2 separate regions of the Gossypium hirsutum genome follow, and region 2 is linked to region 1. Evidence: chromatin contacts called from public Hi-C data. All regions are on one chromosome and are shown on one strand. Each heading gives the region's core, a stretch centred on a gene start, on an enhancer-like site or on the middle of the called end of the contact. The rest is flanking DNA. Distances are from core to core; before and after follow the strand shown.

Region 1 (6,874 bases), core at 3,481-5,980:
GGCAATTTAGCCAAATGGATGGAAACATAACATTGTATGCCTAGATTTAATAAACAAGATTGGTAAGTTTAGTTTCCGTTAAACAAACTTACTAAGCATGTAATGCTTACTCCATTTTATTTTCCCCCTGTTTTATAGTGCTCGGAAGCTCGTGAAGGTTGGAAGATCATTGGAGCATCGTCACACTATCAACTAGTCATCTTGGATATACTTAGTAAAATCATTTTGGTATAATGGCATGTATAAGACAACTTAGCCAATAGTGGCTTGAAATGTTATTTTGTAACCTAGCCACTGGAATGGCTAGTAATGGTTCATTTTGGTATGACTAGGTAGATTATTATGATATATATATACACATGTGTTATGTTAAGAATATGTGATAAATGTTGTGAATGCCTAAGTTAAACTAAGGTAAGGTTGTGATCATGTATGCTTGTAGTGATATGCCTTGTGAATGATAAGATTTGCTCAAGTTGAATGCTTAGATTGGTTGGTATTGAATGTGTGTTTCAAGTGCAGGTCTTGGGTGAAATTTTGGGTTAGAAACGAAGCTAGAAATGGCTTCATTTTGTCCACACAGGCTGACACACGGGCGTGTGTCTAGACCGTGTGTGACACACGGCCTGGTAACATAGGCATATGGTTAGGCCGTGTGTCCCCTGCACCTTAAGTTTGAGAAACAGAATGCTCAGAATTAAGCACACGAGCAAAGACATGGGCGCGTGTCTCAGTCGTGTGTGCCACACGGCCTAGAACACGGGCATGTGTATTGGCCATGTGAAACCTGCACCTAATTTCGAATTGAATTAATTAACCACACGGCCTAGCATAGGGGCGTGTGACATGGCCGTGTGCACAAGTTAGAGAGTTACATGGGGTCGAACACGGCCTCTAACACGGGCGTGTCCCAGGGTCAAACAGGCGTGTCCCTTAGACCACATGGGCGTGTGAGCCCTGCACCTTGGAAAAATTTTGAAAAGTCGCAAAAAATTCTTAAAGTTCTCGATTAAGTCCCTACTCGATTCTAATGCACGTATTGGGCTTTGAAGGCCCAATTAAGGGACGTTATGAATGTTCTCGAATAATGAATAGTAACTTACATGAATTATTTGTAAAATGTTTTGAATGTTCCGGTAATACTCCTAAACGCTGTTCCGACGACGGATACGAGTTAGAAGTATTACACTGCTACTGTATTATATTACATTATCATTATTACTGACATATTAATACTAATATAAGATTTTCTTACAACCATAACTATAATTTGATTTAAAAGCCTAATACAATCATAAAAAGTTTGATTTTTTTTATGAAGAGGTTGTTTTAAAATTAAATTAAATTAAATTAAATCAATTGATATAATTGATTATAAGTTTATAGAAAACGAATTAGGATAGTAAAATAATATTTACTAAAAGTAATACAAATTATATATGTATTTGTGCTATAAGCAATAAAATATATGTTTGAAATTTTTTTATTAGAGCTAACATCGTTATCTTTTATAAAAAAATTAAGAAAAAAATATAAAAAGATTTCCTAAAAGAAGCTGGGGAATTTATACTAGTTGAGTATAAAAGAGAATAGGAGGCCCATATTGGGAGGAAACCGAATCTAGGAGTGGTGAACTTAATTGGGTTAGATAAAACGAGTTTATCCTTAGCCATAGGGCTTCACATTTCAGTCTTCTCTGTCCGTGGCTGATTTGCTTGTACTAGAGTGGGCTTTTAGTAAGGGACGAAGTCTGGAATTTTTTTAGGGTTAAAATCAAATTTAATTTTTACTATAATAAAAATATAATTTTATTATTTTAATAATTTATATTTTTATAGTTTTTAAAAAAATTAAATTAATTTTTTTTATAAATTTTAGGATGTCAAAATGTAATTTTTTTATTAATTTAAATTTTTAAAGGGTTTTAAATAAAAAATTTTTATTTTAGGAGGACTGAATCCTACCAACCCCTAATTACACCCCTTTTTTTTTTACTTTTTCTCACAACTTTTATTTTCTTCCATTGTAAATTCCCTGCGGATTGGCTTTCATTCAAAGTCCTTGTATCAGCTATTACTTATATTCTATGTTGCTCAATCCTTCAATTTTGTTGAACTACTCATTACCATACTCGTGTATATGGGAATGTTATCTTTCAAACCTAGCCATACCCATACCCATACCCGCATCTGAGTCAGAATAATGTAACTCTATGTCATGTTCTGTTTATAATAATAACCTTAAAAAGCCATATTGTATTTAACTTTCCTTCCCAGCTGTTTCTTGCCCTTTTGGGTTTATTTCCTTGTATGTTTTTAACTAATAAGGAATGAGGCATGATGTTTTGAGGTACAATATTGTATTTGATTTACCTTATGTTGTTGTGTTGTTATTTTGGCCAAACGATATGTTGTTTGAAGTTCTAAGAAAATACCAAGTGGTTAGAAAAAGTTGAAAGGTTTTTTTTTTTAATATTTAGAATGAATTCAAATTTTCAAGTTATTAAAATGATACAATTTTCTTTAAATATTATTAATTAAGATTATTCTTAAATTATAAAATGAATAAAGATTATAAAAAATTATTTTTATGAACATGAACCTTCGTATTTTTGAATATTTATAAACATTATCTCTAGAATGGAAGGAAAGAAAAGAAAAGAAAAAGTTAGATTCCTTGTGGCAAATATATTAGTTACAAAAGATTATTATATACTTTATGTTATTTTCTTATATTTTCGTCTATTCGTGCGTAGTACGAATTTTTTAATTTTTAATTTTAATTATTTTTCATATTATATTTATATCGTATAACCGTATAGTTATTAAATCTAACCATACGTAAAATGAATATCAACGAAAAGGTTAAATGGGTCTGAGTGAAGTATCATGAAATTCGTGAAGCCAGTAAGGATATAAGATAAGATGGTTGTGAAGCAGCTAAGAAAAAATAATGGAGAATCCAAGAAAATGTTACTTTTGAAATTTGACTCGTCGTGTACAAATACAATTGCATTGACGTTTGTGGATCATCCGAGCATTACATCAAATTAGTAGATTTTTTTCTGACTTATTATTGATTAGTGTTTTTATATTAATATTGAAAATTAGTAAATTTTCTCTTGTATATTAATTTAAAATTATGTTACATTATTACTTAAATTAAAGACATATAATTTTTTGTTGATGTATAGTGTTATATCATTGCATGAATCAAAATTTAGAAAAAAAAATACTAATTTCTTAATTAAACATAAACAAAAAAATTCAGGGACTACTTGAAGAAAAGTTACGAAACTTAGGGACTAAATGTGTTTTATCCCTAGATTTAATATAAAGCCTTTTTGGTTGTTGTACTAGTTTCTAAGTTTGGTAAGAGTACTATTTTTCATCACATTTCATTACTTGAGTTAGAAATAAACTAATTTTAATTAGTAAATTTTAGCCATACATATCATTAGTATTAATAAAGAGAAGATTTTTTTTTTTACTTATTTTGAAGATATTTTATTTTTTATTAAAGTTTTACTCATTATTCTAATTTTATGTATAAATTTGTACTAATTATTTTTTATGTTAAATTTATTATTTTAACGCATGCATCAAATAAACTTTTTATTATGTTATTACGTTGACAACCAAATGAAGCAAAGCCTATTGAGATTTTATGAGGACTTTTCTTTATTTTCGATTCAATTTAACCACAACCCTAGTTGTTTGACACACAACAAATTGGACATACACCGGCGAAAGCTTACGGCTTTTATAGAAAAAATGGCTGCCAGGTTTAAAAAACGCCATAATTATTGGCAAATAGATTCGAATATGCCGGTAAAATCTAATTTTCAAGACACTTTATTGCGTGTGCAATATTTTTTGCGGTTATTTTGGTTGCCCTTTTGCGAGGTTTATATTGTCAAACGCCACTAAAGATTATAAAATTGTAGTGATGATTCGCTGATGGTTTTTTAAAATAAATAAGTTTTAAATAATATATTTCCATTTATTATAAAAAACAATAATTCAACATTTTAAAGCCATATAATTTTAAAAAAATCAATTAAACTTTTATTAAACTTGGATGTATGATTGCCTTCAAATTTAATTGAATTTTCTATAAAAATTTGACCAATTAATTAGGTAAATGTGTTCACATAATATATGGAAACTAACATTAATATAGATATTAATAACCCATTTTTCAGTGGTGTCAAAAATAGTGATTTCGAGATCAAAATTTTGACAAATGAGTCCCTAAATATTATTTAATATTTACGAGTTAAATATGATGTTATTATAAATTTCGATTTTACAGATTTTATTAATTGGTCAATTAGTTAGCGTACAGGAGATTCGTACCAAAAATCATTAGTTTTGGAAAAAAAGGTTTTGGGACCTTATTTTCATGAAACGAGCTTGAAAATATTTTTATTAAATGTTTACGGAGGTATTACATAGATGAACTAAATTATGGATACGTAATCTCGTTGAATTGGTGACTAATTAAGGTACAATAACTAAATTGTAAAAGTTAGAAAAAATTCAATTGCATAAGAATCTTTAATTAAAACTTGGACAAGGGGCTTAAGAGGCAATTGACGACGGTTGGTGGCTTTTTAGTGTGTGAGTATAATGTTATAAATTTAATTAGTTTATAATATTTATAATTAAATTAATTTTTTTTGAAATTATAACTGATACTTGTATTAATGGGAAAATTCATAAACATCTCAGGCTTATAAGGACTACCCAACATTTGTTTGTTTTCTATAAGGCACCGAATCGGTGCATTTAATAACGTAAAATTAAAACAAAATAAAACAATAAAATAAAAAACCTAAAAAAAAACATAAAAGAAAGGAAACTCATTCTTGACCACAAAAGAACTGAAATGAAACGACTAATCTAATCAAATCAGACTTGAAAGCTCATCTTCCCTAGCGTTAAACCCCACATCTCCTCTGTATCAGTTACTCACATAGATCGATTATCGCCTAGAATCAAAGCTATTGACGTCTTCTTCTCGATCGGAATCGCGAGTTCATCGGACCAAAATATTGCGCAAAGTCCGGACTCTAACTCTCCACCTCTTCACACTCTCCGCAACCTCTCATTTTTTCATCCACCAACCCTTCCACCGCATGCGGAACTTCCTTTATCCAGTATAGGGGGTTTTCATATCACCGTCCTTCCATCGCCATCCCGTGGGCCACCTTATTAGCTTCCCTGGATATGTACCTAACGCTCACTCTTCTGAATCTAGATGTTCTTTCCTTAATTTCTCTAATCAGACAGCTTATTTCAGATTTATCTTCCCCTGCAGAGTTAATCTTTTGGATTACAGTTAGCGCATCTCCTTCAATGCAAATATCTTGAAAACCCATTTCCTCAGCCATAGTAATGGCTTGTAAGCACGCCTTTGCCTCGGCCATAACCGGATCTGAGACGTCTTCCCACGGAAAGGTACATGCTGCCATCACCAGACCTTCATTATTTCTCGCTATAACACCTGAACACGATTTTCTTGTATGATAGTTGAATGAAGCGTCAAAGTTTACTTTAATAGTGTTATTCTCTAGAGGTTTCCATTTAAAACTATCCATTACCTGTACTTGCCTTAACACCACCCCCAGTGTGTTTATTTCTGTGCAATAAGCTTTAACAAATCCAACTACCTCATGAGCTTGTTCACGAATCCCCTCATGGTAAATCTTATTTCTGTTATACCATATAGCCCAATAAGCAATAGCTCTGATTCTGCATGCTTCAATGTTTAAATTATTGAACTCTATTGCTAACCACATCTTCCAATCTGTTTCTTCATTGCATGGTAAAACTGATGCCCCCAATCCCTGTAAAACCTGCTGTGTGAAATGGCAATCTCTGAACAGGTGACAAATCGTTTCCTCGACTGCTTAACAAACCGGGCCGATTGAAGTAGTAACTAAATTACGACTTCTTAGATTGTATAAAGTAGGGATGTAATTCTTAGCTATTCGCCACATGTGTATTTTTATTTTACTTGGTACTTGGAGCCTCCATAGTTTTGTAAAAATTGTATCTGAAGAATCAGTTTGAACATGAGGTCCCTCTGTTGTAATTTGCCACTTATATCCACTTTTCACTGTATACACCCCTGTGTTGTCACCCCTCCAAATTAAGACATCCTTTGGTTCACTACACACCAATGGGATTCACAATATTTTTGCAAGCTGTTCTTCTTTGAATAATTCTCGAATTGTATCTTGCTTTTAGGTAATAGTTTCTTTGTCGATTAAGTCTGCTACTTTTGTATACCTAATGTCAATATTCTAACCTTGAACTCTCCCGTATCCAGGTCCTGGTAGCCATGCATCATTCCATATGTTCACTGCCTCACCATTCCCAATTCGCCAACCAAGTCCCTCCTCGAGGAGATGCCGAGCACCCCAAATACTTCTCCAGGTATATGAAGGGTAAGAGCCTAATCTCGCACTCATAAAATCCCTTTTTTGGAAATATTTTACTTTCATTAACGAGCAAACAAACAATTCGGCTGCATAATAATTTTCCATCCCTGTTTTGCTAATAACGCCAAGTTGAACTTAGATAAGTCTTTAAAGCCTGTACCTCCCTGCGCTTTGGGGATACATATATCACGCCATTTACACTAATGTATTCCTTTGTTTGTCTTCGAACTACGCCACCAAAATTTGTTCATTATACGCTCTAGCTCTTGACAGAAGGACAATGGTAATTTAAAACATTGCATTGCATAAATCGGTATCGCCTGTAAAATTGATTTTAAAAATACCTCCTTACCCCCTGTCGACAAGACTCGCATGCTCCAGTTATTCAGCAACTTAGCAAAACGTTCTTTAATGTCGATAAAAGTA
Region 2 (7,370 bases), core at 3,931-6,430, 210 kb before region 1:
TAAATTGTCAAATTTTAACCTACCAAAAAGAGGGACAAATAAAAGAACAAAATTTTGAGCATAGGACTGTTTCCATAAAAGTTCATCTTCAAGTCTCTTTGCATGATATTGATGGTACCATTTATACAATATCTAAAGAAACTTCTGAAAAACTTTGTAAGCGAATCAACCTGCTACATTGGTACTTGTTTTCTCCATCCAGAATTTCAGTCCTAGTAAACCGCCGAAGAGCCTCTTCTAGGGTTCCTATGTCTCCTTCAATTTCAACTGTTAGGTCCATCATTTTTTCATGACGTTCGGACTTGCCTTGGCACTTCATGCACTTTATCTGCAAAAAAAAAGTAACAAGTTTACATGCATTATTTGCATTTTAACACAAACTCCTGATGCAAATAAGACCTCTAGTGCACGAGAGAGAGAGGAGAAAGTGTGGCCAAAAAACAGGTTGGTCTTAGTTTTTACCTTTGACCGAAGGTAGCCTCCAAATGTTAAGCCTATTAAAGTTGTTTCTTCTTCTAAACAACCTGATGAAGCCAACCCAGCTTCTTTAAGACAAATAGATTGCATAGCATCAATAGCATACCTGTCAAATGTAATTCATCAATAAACTAGTGCAACATCATTGAAAGCATTGCTCATTTCTCATGGAGTAAAACATTATTCAAATGGTTCAAGCATTAAATATTGCTAAACCTATCTGACCTTAAAAATTCATGTGCATCTTCCTCTTTCCCATTAGCAAGTTGACTGCCAATATTTTGTAGTTGGGAAAGTATTCCTATAGGGGACAGCGGAGATTTCCCATCTTTAGCCTTCAAAATTATTTTTTCGAACTCACAAGTGAAACACCAATCTTTCTTTGCACCTAAGAAAGAAATTTGTAGTAAGTCATCCAACATGCTACCTCGAAGCACAAAAATGTTATAATTCCAATTGGAACATTAGAGGGACATACATGCTTTGGAATGGATTCCATGAAGAAAGTAAGCAGTCAGAGGAGGAGTGAAAGTCAAGCATTGAAGGACAGCATTGGCATAACAGCTGTGCAAAGTAAACAGCAAATTAACAGAAAGTGAGAAACAAGGAATAAAATAGTAAAATATACACATCCAAGGTACGACACAGCTTAAAGGATGAAAACTTAACATTTAAAATTATGCATGTAAGGAATTCCTAATCGAAACAGCATAGGGCAGAAACATGATCTAGCAGTATTGTTCCCGATTCAGAAAATAGGTAACAATTGGACTAGTCTAACCCAAACTGTCCTTAAAGTCCACACATTTACTTCTGCAATTTTTTCTGCAATTTCTGTTAGCCTAGATTTAGTGGGGTAATTTTTTGTTTATTTCTGTTCTTTTTATTTGTGATGACCTGATGTGAGAAAATAATTTTCTGTAATATTTCTTACATTTTAGATTTCTTTTTCTATTCCTTTTTCTAGATTGCCATACCTTAACTACTTAAAAAAATTTCCCTTCATAGATTTTTGTCTATCCTGCCTCTTTTTCAGGTGCATTTAAGGGTCCCAGATACTGGATTTAAATATGTTAGCAATGGCATCATAATTAACTAGGCTATTTTGAACTGTTATGGATTTTAACCTTGAAGAAAAGTGATTTTAGGATAGGGCTGTTATCGGTTCATAAAATATCTTTTGGCCAAAGGTCCATATATTTGTTTATTTCTAAGGTTTTGATAGGGATTGATGGCACAATTCTGAAAATTTGAACTCATACGAAGAGTGTTAGAGTCATTTCATTATCTTTTTATTTAATGCTACAAGTTGTAACCCTTATGGAACCGAAAAGAACATCAGGGTGCTATCAGAAAAAAGTCAAGGTGGCTATGCAGGAAACTAAAGTGCAATAGGTTTAGGTGGATTTACCCAATAATATAACATAAAAACCAGATTATGTTCAATAATTTTTTCCATAATTGTTCATTATGATAATAGAAAAATCTGATGCTACCTGTTACCACAATTTACAAGGCCACGTGGTTGTAATTCCACCTTGTTCCAACTATAAAGCTTGACAAATGATTCATAAGGAAAAATTCCCTGCAAAAACAAAACAAAATTCTAACAAAAAGATAATATGTTGAAGGCAAAGTAAGGCAAAAGGAAAAACAACTTTAAGCTTATCATTATATTCTCCACCAACCTCATTACTAACTCCAAATGAATGGTGTTTGGAAATTTAGATACTCTGAATTGATCAACAACTTTCCACATTGAGGTTTTCAATCCATTCTTACCGTTAGAAGAATAACTTGAAAACTGAGATAATTTAGCGAAATTTGCATGAACATCATCAAATTTTCCAGATTTCACACTGGGAACAGCATGCACTCTGTCACTGGATGAATAAGAATCAGATGACTCTGACAAATGAGAAGCATTGCTAATGCTAGGTCCATTAGTGACAACAGTAGAGCCTGATTTTTCAAAATGGGAAGATGACAAGCTACCGACTAGCGGAAAATCTATATTGATAGCTTCTCTGGGATTTATAACATGCTGAATATTGTTAGATCCACATTCACCCTGGTTGGTGCATACAGAATTTGAGGACTTGGAGTTTCCTTCATTCGGAGAATCTAAACCACCATTTTCGGACAAAACTACTCCATCTGAAAGCTTGGAATGCCCCAAAGTAGTAGCACATTGAGTAGCATCATCCAATTTGGCATCTTTCACCTTGGAGACTTGCGGATATGAGGAAGAAGCATTTCCAGCCAAAGTAAATGAAAAATGTAAGGATGATCCAGAATCAAGTGAGGCCATTTTACTGCCTTCTTTATGATAAGAGTTAAATGACTCATTGTCATCAACACTTGTAGATGGAACTGATTCCAAAGTTCTGCCCCAAAAATCAGAAGAAAATCTAGAAGCCTCAGCATTTGAGCCCTCAGACATATCACTAACACCTAATCCTGAAGAACTAGTTGCTCTGCACTGGCTCTCTTCACTTTGATCAGGCTTGCTATGACTTAATTTAGAAATTTCATCTACAGAATCAACCAAACTGACAAATTTAGGGGATGATGGATTGGTTTGATCCACATTGTTGACAACAGAAGTCCAAAACGTGTCAAGATTAACATCAGCAGATGAGGAACCATCCAATTTATCAAGCTCATTTGAACTTACGCTCTCACACACAGAAACATCATCAGATGATTCACTACCAGCTGCAGACGAAAATCCTGAAAATGAAGCACTGGAAGATTCTGGAGCAGAGCTCAGTCCTTCCCTATCAGCATGAAACTCAACCTTTGCATCATCATCCTTCCCATCTAAAACCACAGAAGAGCTAGAGGAACTCAATAATGCAGGTCCTGTGATGGAACTAAACAATGCAGATTCAGTAGAGGATGTTCCAATTAACTTTGCATGTGACTTTTCTTCAATCTCATATCTATCTCCATATTGGTCTTGATTTATCGCCTTCTGACCATAATCGCTCCCTTCATCATGATTTTGGTGTATGGCAATGGCAGGTGGGTGGCATTCTTCCTTGTGACCTTGCCGCCAGTGAATAATTTGACACTTCGCAGAACTAAAACATCCAATTTTTGGTATTAAAAAAAAAAACTGTTAAAAGAACTTCTACAAAATCAATTGTATCATTAGAAAATAATGCTAAACACGGACATAATTTACTATTGTTGTCCCTTCAAATCAGTAAAAGAAATCCTTAGAATTACAACAAGGTGATAGGGGGAAAGCTAAAATATTTTCTCTATTCATTAGGTGGATTTTCTTTTGGTTACTTTTCCATCAAATGAACCACATTTTTAATGATTCGCAAATGTAGTTAGTGAACATACAAAACCTCAACTCTTAGATTAAAAAGAACCCCTAAACTGCAGACAAAAAAGGCACAAAGGAAAAGGTTATTTTCAAGAGGAATTGTTTTTCTAATATCCTGTCTTTGTAACCTAGAGATAGGAGGCTCAAACATGTAATTTACAAACCAAAACATTTTCAGAAAATCAGCATAAACATCCACCAAAAAATTGCAGCATTTAAGACCAACTCCAAACTTCCCATCAATGATAGATTGTGGATGTTGGGTTTAAAATTAATTTTCACAAAGTCTTCTAAATTGCTTCGTTGCTCACTACATAAACACTTACACGACTACCGTACATTCACACATGTTAAAGCGTATTTAAACTAGACCCACACTCGCCCTGCGCTACTTGAAGCACTTATCTAATCAAATATTTTTTCGATTACATACTCTTTAAGACAGTATTGTCAGATAAAAGAATCAAATTTATCTCAAATACATTTGAAACAAAATCGCCTAAACAAAAAGAAATCTCAATAATTATAAATAAATTAGAACAATAACACGAAATTAACAAGCTAACGTACCAATATCGAACCCCTTTACAGCGAGCGCACCGCGTGGTAGTAGGACAATAACAAACAGCACACTGGTGATAGTTCCGCGAAATAGAAACCGTACCGTATTCAATAGTCGCTTCAAGCTCGACTCTAGCCGCCTCCTCAGAGGCCAAAATCAAGAGCCTCTTTATCTCCGCTTGCCTTGCTACAGAAAACTGCCATTTCCGCCTTACGAAAAAGCCGATCAAAGGAAGGAGGAGGGAGAGCACGAGCACCAGGCTCGGAAACCCTAAATCCCAAATAAAAAGCATTTATCCTGCAGCCAATACCAATAGGCATCCAAAGTAGTCGGCAAATCCTACTCTCCAAATCTCAGCACTAGACATAGATTCCAACGACGTACCCGTCTTGATCGCTTTCGCGATGGAACAAACTCCGGCCGTCGAACATGCAACCGTAGCCGTTGGTGTGGACTGAAACAAGACGGTTGAACTGCACCGTGATCTCGAAAAATAGAATTATTTTATATTTTATAAAAAATAAAAATAAAATAAACAAATCTAAAAGGGAGTGGCAGTGGGAGAAGAATGTCGATATTGCTTGGGTTAGCAAAAAGGTGAAAGTTTAAGCTTCTTGTTGAGCTCGGAGGATTTTCAGACAATAAATTTTTTCCCTTTTTTAGATCGAGATTTTTACAGGGAGAAAGGGAAATAAAAGGAAAATAATATTAAAAAGGGACATTAACTTAGCAAAATAAATATTAAAATATGTTATTAAAAAGGGAAAATTGATGGTCGAGGGGGAAAGGAATTTTGTCTTCAGGTATCGAGAAGCGTGAATTCTTTGGCCATCAAATATTCGAACCAGGGTGGGGGCCACGGGTTGAACCGGCTAACTTCCGGTCTTTTTCATTATTTATTAGCGGGGGTTGTTTTTGATTTGGTAATGGATACTGCGTTTGGACGGTCACAGTAATACGAGGAATCGGACGGTAGAGATTTGTTTTTGATTTGGTGGAGGCCGGAATCTGATGATGATGGTTCACTTACCATAACAATTATTCCTTTTCCAGTCTTTGAGTTTTCCCTCCGCTGGAAATAAACCATTCCACAAGTAATTGCTTTATTTAAACTATTATTATTTTATTTAAATAAAATTATAAATTTATTTAATGAATATGCCCGAATTAACCTTCGCATTTGAATTTCTTCGACTAGAAAATGTTTCCCATGTCTACCGTCACATCATTAATCAATTTTCTTTGTTTACATTAATTGAATAGCAAATAAAATGGTGAAAAGTTAATTTATTTGATTCTTTAATTTTTTTTAAAAATTATTTTTATTTATTTTTTATTTTAAAATTTATGTCAATTGTGAAATTATTTTAAAATAAATAGAAAAATTAATTTTTGTTAATTTTATCGATATGGCATAAATATAGATTACCTTATGAATATCGTGTCATCAATTAATTAATTTTTTAAAATTTAAAAATATTATAAAATTTATTAAAAATATAAGAGTTATTAAAATTATTAAAAAGTATATAGTTTTTTAATTTTTAAAAAATTAATTAATTTCTAATGTGATATACATGCGGACTGTCACATCAACAAAGTTAATGAATGTTATTTTTTTATCCATTTTGATTTAACAAATAATACAAGTTTATGACTTAAAAAAAATTATTAAATGAAAAACTAAAATAATTTTTTTTACAAAGTTGAAGGCTTAAAAAATCATTATATCTAAAAATTTGCTCTTTAAACTACTTTTACCTTTACATTTTATAAAGAAAATGATACTTTTAAATCAAAAATTTTAAATAGTGTAACGATAAAAAAAAGTAATTTTAAATAGTGTAATATATTGATATAAAAAATATATATAGCAATTTTAAATTTTATATAATATAAACTATTAATTGATATTCCAAATTTTATTGCGACTTTTATCTGTACGAAGTTATGATTTTCCTGAATTGGATTACGTTTTCCATAATGTTATTCATAATTATGATAAATAAAAACCAAATTTTGATATATTTTATTATTTAAGTCATTTTTGTAATACATGGGTCATAATACATTTGCAAATTTGGTGGTTAGTTTGTTGGAAAATGACATTGTTGTGAAATAGACTGAAATGGAAATCAAATTTATGACAAAAATGACCCATTTTTCTCTAATCACCTTTTTGACTCTGCTCAGTATTGAAGGGGTCTAATTTGTTGCACCTTGTTTTAGTCAGCGAATTAGAATGTCGGTTTCAAATCCCTACCTATTTACCACAAAAATTTAAAATATGCCCCTATTCGTACATTTAAATTTTAGTTCGTTATATTTTTGAGAATTCAATATTTTTATTTTTTAGATTTTAAAATTTAGATCTAATTTTATATTATTAAAATTTTTCGATAAAATTCATTAGTGTATCATTTTGAAATAATATAAAAATTCATTTCGTAACCATGTTACAAAAAAAAATTAGTGTTGTATTTGATCATAATTTAACATAAATATTTTAACCATCTCAACAATTCGACTTGTATTTTTTAAATCTAAAAAGTAGAAAAGTTAATTTATTCAAAATAAAAGCATGAAGATTAAATTTTAAATGTACAAAGAGTATAGGAACTTGAACATATCATTACCCTTTTATATGTATGTCTATATTTATATTTGTATAAACTTTTTGACAAGTTGGTGTGACGAAATGTATATATCATATATATATTATAAAAGAATAAATACAAATATTTTGGAAACATTTAGGTAGCATTAAGTGCTTTCCCATGTTATGATTTCAATGGAATGTGATTGCCGAGAAAGTTATTTTATAGCATTTGATATACATTGGAAGGTATTGATCAAAATCTTAAGAAAGTTACATTATCACATTTTGTTCACTAAATAGTCTCTTAGTAATGTAATGATAATTTATAAATTTACCCTTCTCAAATAAAGAACAATATTTATATATTTAATTTTTATAATAAACTTTGTTCT

Evidence for each region. A called contact is a pair of places that touch in the nucleus more often than the background predicts.
Region 2: a contact with region 1 is called in a Hi-C map of hypocotyl, with 3 times the contacts expected there. The contact joins the promoter of LOC107951413 here to the enhancer-like site in region 1. A contact is called at or near these places in 5 of 34 Hi-C or Micro-C datasets (hypocotyl, leaf and seedling).

The regions. Positions count from the first base shown.
Region 1 is chrA02:18,208,462-18,215,335 of Gossypium_hirsutum_v2.1, reverse strand. No RefSeq gene overlaps it. Among protein-coding and RNA genes, the nearest start is that of LOC107952266, 17 kb to the right of the region's middle. Within about 2 kb of position 4,730, at least 7 of the 9 cell types and tissues checked have an H3K27ac peak or open chromatin away from gene starts, as enhancers often do. A contact at or near this core is called in hypocotyl, where this site is marked.
Region 2 is chrA02:18,417,517-18,424,886 of Gossypium_hirsutum_v2.1, reverse strand. LOC107951413 (ubiquitin carboxyl-terminal hydrolase 16) reads right to left here and starts at 5,180. Exons shown (of 11, transcript XM_041083447.1): 1 at 4,388-5,180; 2 at 2,162-3,563; 3 at 1,974-2,062; 4 at 956-1,041; 5 at 703-865; 6 at 463-583; 7 at 171-328. The coding sequence starts at 4,671.